2 separate regions of the Anser cygnoides genome follow, and region 1 is linked to region 2. A link is a contact called in public Hi-C data. All regions are on one chromosome and are shown on one strand. Each heading gives the region's core, a stretch centred on a gene start, on an enhancer-like site or on the middle of the called end of the contact. The rest is flanking DNA. Distances are from core to core; before and after follow the strand shown. Region 1 holds the start of LOC106043981 (sulfotransferase 1 family member D1-like). Region 2 overlaps LOC106043994 (a long non-coding RNA gene).

Region 1 (3,455 bases), core at 392-2,891, 90 kb after region 2:
GGTGGGGCTTTGTCACACTTCACAGCCCTGACTTGACCTAGGCTGACTGACAGTGTGTCTTTCCCAACCACCAATGTTAAATTAATGGTTTAATTTAGTTTATATGGCCTTTATTCTCTACTGAACATTCATTTCTTCCCATGTAACACAATGGCATCATGTCAAAAGGTTTCAGCCTCAAACATGAACCAATCCACATTTTGATTGTCCATCACCTCTTGTCCAACCTTTGGCAGGGGGGTTGGCATGAAATGATCTTTGAGGTCCTTTCCAATCCAGGCCATTCTATGATTCTATCACTGGAGCTTCCATTTCCCTCCCAGTGGGGTGGCCGCCTTCCCTGCAGTGCCCAGGAGGGCAGGGCCAGGGGCCACATCTTGGAACTGCCGCATTTTACAGAAGACAGCCTGGAGCACACAGAAGATGCCCCGGAGCATGCAGAAGACATCCTGGAGTATGCAGGAGATGTCCCGGAACATGCAGAAGATGTCCTGGAGCACGCAGAAGACATGATATAGCACGCGGAAGATGTCCTGGAGCACACAGAAGACATCCGAGAGCATGTAGGAGATGTGCTGGAGGATGCAGAAGACATTACGGAGCATGCAGAAGATGTTCTGGAACATGCAGATGCCCCAGAGCAAGTAGAAGACATCCTGTAGCACGTGGAAGATGTCCTGGAGCACGCAGAAGACGTCCGAGAGCATGTAGGAGATGTCCCGGAGGATGCAGAAGACATTACGGAGCATGCAGAAGATGTTCTGGAACATGCAGAAGATGTTCCGGAGCACGTAGATGTCCTGGAGCACAGAGAGACCTGAGCAGTTGCCTAACTAAAGATCCAGAGAGCACAGTAGCTGGGGGAGTGGGGCTGGGGCAGCTTTAATCATCCCCAAAATGCAGGACGGTGATGTGCACCGTGCTGAATTCAGTGTTTGAGACAGTCTCTGGGCAAAACAACGCTTCTGAGGCTCCACTCTCTATTCCAGACATAGTATAACATAGTATAATAGTTACTAACTAATAAATCAATAAATACAAACCAGCTAGTCAATATTCACACCGTGTGCAGCTGTGACGGTTTATACTAAAATGACTGCCTTTAACATGCACTGGCAGCATCTCCCTGGGACTGCAGAGGTGTGGGGGGGCCAGGGCTCCTCAGCAGCTAGAGCTGAGGCTGAAGCGGCACCGGGCAGTAAGGCTGGGTCTCCTCCAATGCAGCTCCACAGCCGGAGCTGGGCCCCAGCAGCCCTGGGGCCCAGCTCCCAAATCCCACCACCCTGCTCCCCATGGAGTGACCCACCGGCCTCCAATTTCCTCCTTCACTTCCCCAACCAAGCCATGTCTCACCATTGAGCCGGCAACGGACAGAAACAGCCAGAAAACAAGGCTGTGCAGTGCAGTCCAGCAAACAGACGAGGCGTTTCCTCTCCCGGGTCGAGCCTGTCTTGCTCCAAAAGTCCCCAGCGTATGCAGTCCGTGGCACCCATACTTTTACAGGGGAAGGAAGCCGAGCTGGGGGCCGGGTGAGGAGGCTGTCGCCGCCCCGTGGGGCTGCACGTGATTCAGGGTGGACTTTGCCCTCCCCTGAGCGCAGGCACAGAAGAGCGTCAGTGCCTTGGGGACACACTGCCAGCGATGGGGATGGACGAGGTGGGCAGGGAGGATCTGGGAAGCCTCCACGGCATCCCCTTCTACAAGTCCTTCATAGAGGGCTGGCCGCAGGTGGAGGCTTTCCAAGCCCGGCATGATGACCTGCTGATCGCCACCTACCCCAAGTCAGGTGAGTGGACCTAGGGGGGATGGGGACGCTGCCGGGGCGCCTGCAGCCCCTGAGACACTGCCCTGTGCCACAGGCACGACGTGGCTGAGTGAGATCCTGGACATGATCTACCATGACGGTGACGTGGAGAAGTGCCGGCGGGATGCCATCTTCAACCGGGTGCCCTTCCTAGAGATGAAGGCCCCCAAGATACCAAGCGGTGAGTGGCCGAGGGCTGTAGGGGGAAGGGGTCGAGCTGGGGCACGGGTGGGGGTGTCAGAGCAGGGGGCTCATCCCACTGATCTCCCCTCCTGCAGGTGTCGACCTGCTGGAGAAAACCCCATCCCCGCGGCTGGTGAAGACCCACCTGCCAGTCCAGCTCCTCCCGGCCTCCTTCCAGGAGAAGGACTGCAAGGTAATGCTATGGGGCTGCCCCTGACCTTTCTCCCCAGCAGGGCAGTAGGGAGGGGGCACTGTTCCTGTTCCCTCAACCACAGCTTCGGTTGTCCCCAGGTAATCTACATGGCCCGCAACCCCAAGGACGTTGTTATCTCCTACTACTACTTCTACCAGATGGCCAAGATACACCCTGACCCTGGCACGCTGGCTGAGTTCCTGGAGACCTTCATGAATGGAAAAGGTGGGGGCTGAATGCTTGGGCTCCCACAAAAATGCTGGTGGGGAGGGCGTCCTCCTCCTTGCCACTTTTCGGCTAACCCAACCCACATCCCACAGTGGCCTACGGGTCCTGGTATGAGCATGTGAGAGGCTGGTGGGAGAAGAGGCAGGAGAAACGGCTCCTCTACCTCTTCTACGAGGACATGAAGAAGGTAAGGTGGGCTGGAGAGAGGGGTGCCTGCACCTGCCCTGGCTGCCCCCCCCCCCCCCCATTTCTAGGGGGAGCACCAGCACTGAGCATCCCTGCCCCTGCCACCCCACAGGACCCACGGCGTGAGGTGCAGAAGATCTTGCAGTTCCTGGGCAAGGAGGTGCCAGAGGAGACAGTGGCGAGGATCCTCCACCACACCTCCTTCCAGGAGATGAAGAAGAACCCCGCCGCTAACTATGAGACCATGCCCTCCTCGCTGATGGACCACAGCCTCTCCCCTTTCATGCGGAAAGGTAGGTTTCGGCCAGTGATCCTGGGTCAGTGGGGAGGGTGGGTCCCAGGCCCTACCTCAGCCCAGATAGCAGATGTTTGCGGGGGCCAGATTTTGCCCCACGTGCTTTCTCACCTCCCTACCCCCAAAGGCATCTCCGGAGACTGGAAGAACCACTTCACCGTGGCGCAGAATGAGTGCTTTGACCGGCACTACCAGCAGCACATGGCGGGCTCAGAACTCTGCTTCCAGACGGAGGTGTGAGGGACGCCCACCCCCGGGGCACTGCCTGCCCCCTGCGCTTCCCAGGGGTCCCTGCCCTGATGGGGAGCCAGCACCGGATTCCTGCAGCCCGGAGCTCGCCGGACATTTTTCTTCCCATAATAAATTGCAATAGCCAGAGGTTGAGCATTCATCTGTGATGAAGGGCAAGGGCAGAACCTGACGCGTGTTCTTGGTGCCTCAAGACGCCTGCAGGCACATGGAGATGCTTGCCGTGGGGACCCCATACTCCAAAGCATCACTTTCAGCCCCAGACACATGGGGCTGGCCTGGCCCACTCCTATAAAGCAAAGAGCGGTGCCAGCAGG
Region 2 (3,709 bases), core at 1,203-3,702:
GCTCTACAGGCTCTAGTGCAGGGAGGGGAACTGCACTGAACACTGCACTCTAAAATAAATTGCATTTAGCAGCCCAGGCGAGCCTGTTCAGGTTGCAGATAAGTAAAATGCAAGAGTGCTAAAACCAGTTCCTGACGTACTGCATGTTGCAGAAGGCAGCAGATGAAGGTATTTAAAATTAATGTAACATTTCTGAGCGAAACTAGCTTAGGCACAGAAATGAATGGCTGTCTTTTGTCAGCCTGGGAGGCAACGTTATTTTGAGGGCTTTCGGTGTGATGACTTACACAGGCGAAAGGCAAGGAGGAGGCAGAGGCACAGAGCGGTGCCAGCAGCCCATGCAATGCGGAGGTCAGCTCTGCTCAGCTGCGAGGGAGCCTGTTGTGTTGTAGCATTGCCTGGCGGAGTGGATGCATGAGTACTGGTGGAGAGGGTGGGGGAAAAAAAGTCCAGATTAAAACAGACACCTTTGACCAGTGCTTGACAGGTTATCTGTATAGTCTCCTCCTTACCCACTTGCACTGTAAACACTGACACAGAGATTATGTCTTCCTGTATGTTTAACCAGTGCCTAGAAGAGTGTGGATGTAATTCTGAACTGAGTACCACAACCATAAAAGTAAGCAGCCATTGCTTACACAGCTGTAATGCTAGCTGCACAGAGCCATAGATTAGCTTTTGGTCCCGAGATCTCTGGAGGTGAACTTTTATTCAGTGACTTCACCCAATGCTGGTGGCAAATAGTTTCTCCATTGATTTTATATGCCCTTTCGTCTGATTAGTTTCTTCCACAGAAGATATGGGAGAAACCCCATTGCATGTGGAGGGCCACAGACTGGATTTTAGTCTCTGTTGGGATGTTGGATACCAACACCAGTAAGTCAGCCCTGGTTTATATCGCTATTTTCACAGATTTTCTCCTAAGCTTTCATCTTTCCATTTAGTCCTCAGCAAGAAATGTAGCAGAGAAATCAGCATCTCTGATCTAAGGCCAATGAAGAAGCGATTTGAGCCAAACTTTTCTATGCTTATTTCTTTGGAAACTGTCTATGTCATGTATTTCTGAGAGATTCCTGATTCTTCAGCAAAAAACATGAGTAACAATATTTAAAGAGCATCCAGTCATGCTCTCTGAATTATCTCTGAGGCTTATAAAGACCAAAAATAGTTACCATAGTCCTCCTGATTTTGGTGAAGCTATTCTGACTTGTACCAGCTAAAAGTCTCAGGTTCTCACTGCAAACTTCAGTAACCAAATTTCAACAACCTATTTTTCTTTGTGTGCACGTGCAGTTTGGTGTGTTTCAAGGGGGCTGCACAGTAACCTCCAATTTCACACACAGCAAGGGTTCTTCGTCAGCATAGCTCTGGTGCTGTCTGAAATGCTGGAGCAAAGGCAATGCCTTGCTTGGATGACTGCTTTTGCTTATGCAGTCACTGCGTTTGCATACGCAACAGTGGCAGCTTGGAGATGAATACTTGTTTTGCAAGAGCCAAAGCCAGTGTGTGCAGGCAGGTTTGTGTAAGCCCTTACATAGGGGTAAGGAACAAAGATCACTTGAAAGTTCTTGTCCTTGTAAATACATTGTCTACTTTGAGAACAGATTAGAATTAAGAGCATGCAAACTGTACCAGTGCTAATAACTGACAAATGATGCACTTTGTCATCACGAACCTGATCCTTGAAGATGGATCTTCATGGCTCTGCACTCCTCATGGTGATTCACCCACTGCTTTTTTTTGTTATCTGATTTTACACGATTTTCCTCACCCATAAATAGCACTTAGTAAGCAGGGGAGGTTCAGCAAAGAAAGACGACTTGTTCTTGTTTACGTTTTTTTCCTGCCCATTTAAGACTTCTCTCCAAATCTGGCATTTCAACATCGCTGTTAGCACAGGCAAGCCAGGCAGAGCAGTGTTTACTCCCTGGTTTCACAGCTCCCGAATCAGGACCAAAGGCAGCATCAGGGTCACAGTTTTCATGATCCACAGCCTGACCCCGCTGAAACCTTTGTCAAGCATGTGAAAGCCTCCTGTGAGATCTGCCAACTGGAAGACAGAATCAAAATGTTTTCCTAAACCCAGCCAAAACCTTGAATACCGAGTGTGGTGGATTCATTCTGGCAGACGTTAGAACACCCCTCCCTGCAAATTCAGACCGTCTGTAAAGGAGAATGGGTGTGTTTTCAGGTACTTACCTTCGACTCAAACATTGGAGGCAGGTCTCAAACACAGGTACAAATAGATGCTGTAAACTGCTGATGCCAAATACACAGTCACTTCCCAGCACCCTCCCCACTGACATCTATCTTATGTCATGTTTCTGATTGTTCAGACTGAGGCTTCAGGAACCTGCATGTTCACGGGTTTTATTTATTTGGTTGTGCACTTATGTCCTTGGTAAATCAAGCGAATGTCAGGTCTGTTCTAAGGAAGTGAGAATGTTGTTACAGAGTTTTCATTCAGTATCTCTGACCTACTTTACAGCTGTGGCATAATTAATTTAGATTATTTATTCTGAGTCACCATGTGTAGAAAAGCCCTTTAGAGAACTAGGCTCCCCTTAAAGTAGCCCTGAGTATATATATATATACACCTGACTTTACCGATTTACCACCAAGTAAGCCCAAAGCCAATGAAGGCAGAAAGCTTTGCTGCTGGAAATTCCCCAGTTGCTGCATCATGAATGCAGCCTCCTGATTCCCTTTTTCTCAGGCAGGCTGAAACAGTATTTCAGCGCTCTCAGCTGTTTCCATGAATATGCTTATTATTTAAATTGCACATGCAAGCCCAGAAGTTGTTGTTAGGATGGACATGGATCTCCTTGCACAAACAAAATGCACTCGGCCTCGCGGTTTTCCAGATGTGAAAGCAGGAGGTGTTAGCTTTAGCCACATGAGTCAATGTGGTCCAGCTCTTACCTCACTAACATTTTACATATTAAATGATGCAGAAGGGGTTGCAGGGCACTCAAAAATAGCCTCCATGTGATTTTGAATCTTCATACCTCTGCACAAACCCACGATATAAGATCTTGACCTCTCAAACCCTTGGTGCTGACATCAAGAAACCTGGCCCTAGAAAATGATGAGTAAATACAGTATTTATGCTTTCTAGTTAGCCTTTGGCAATCAACCCAGCTTTCTCAGGAGAGAGGTAAACGCATTTGCAGACAAATGGTTAACAGGATCCCATTCCTCTCTGCTGACCCAGTCACATGCAAGTTTGAAGTGCAGAATAAACAGAAAGGATTTAAAATGCAAAATGACACACTAAGAAATATGGCACCTGTCACCTCACAGATAAGGGTCTTAGGTGATTTAAGGGTTGACTGAACTGTTCAGTGTCTCTGAACTCCTTTTGCTGGCCATGGGATGCCTAAATTGGTGAATGAGTATTTTGCATGCTCCTGCCTGCCTCACCATCAGTGTTTCAGTGGAAAACTTGTCTGGGCAGGACCACAAGGACTTTGTACACATGTTGCATGAAAACGTGTTTGTTTCAGGTAAGGGGATATTGGCTCTATGCTGTCATTCCTGCGTCCCTTCCAACCAGCCAAGAATGACACTTTCCTCCAGGGAAAAACAAAATGTGAAGAAAAGGAGCACCAGAAGGCACTTAGCCCTTCCAGCAGTGTATGGAAACTCAAAATAATGCAAAAAGTGGTCCCCTCCCTCACCTATGCACGCCTGGGAATGGTAGAAAATG

What was found. A called contact is a pair of places that touch in the nucleus more often than the background predicts.
Region 1: a contact with region 2 is called in a Hi-C map of liver, with 5 times the contacts expected there. The contact joins the promoter of LOC106043981 here to the enhancer-like site in region 2. A contact is called at or near these places in 2 of 7 Hi-C or Micro-C datasets (both in liver).

What each region holds. Positions count from the first base shown.
Region 1 is chr4:65,140,145-65,143,599 of Taihu_goose_T2T_genome, forward strand. It overlaps LOC106043981 (sulfotransferase 1 family member D1-like), which reads left to right and starts at 1,642. Exons shown (of 7, transcript XM_048073552.2): 1 at 1,642-1,786; 2 at 1,860-1,985; 3 at 2,083-2,180; 4 at 2,279-2,405; 5 at 2,501-2,595; 6 at 2,707-2,887; 7 at 3,017-3,267. The coding sequence starts at 1,642. The coding sequence ends at 3,129.
Region 2 is chr4:65,049,494-65,053,202 of Taihu_goose_T2T_genome, forward strand. The region is part of intron 2 of LOC106043994 (a long non-coding RNA gene); the gene reads left to right. Among named protein-coding and RNA genes, the nearest start is that of GC, 21 kb to the right of the region's middle. Within about 2 kb of position 2,453, at least 1 of the 3 cell types and tissues checked has open chromatin away from gene starts, as enhancers often do. A contact at or near this core is called in liver, where this site is marked.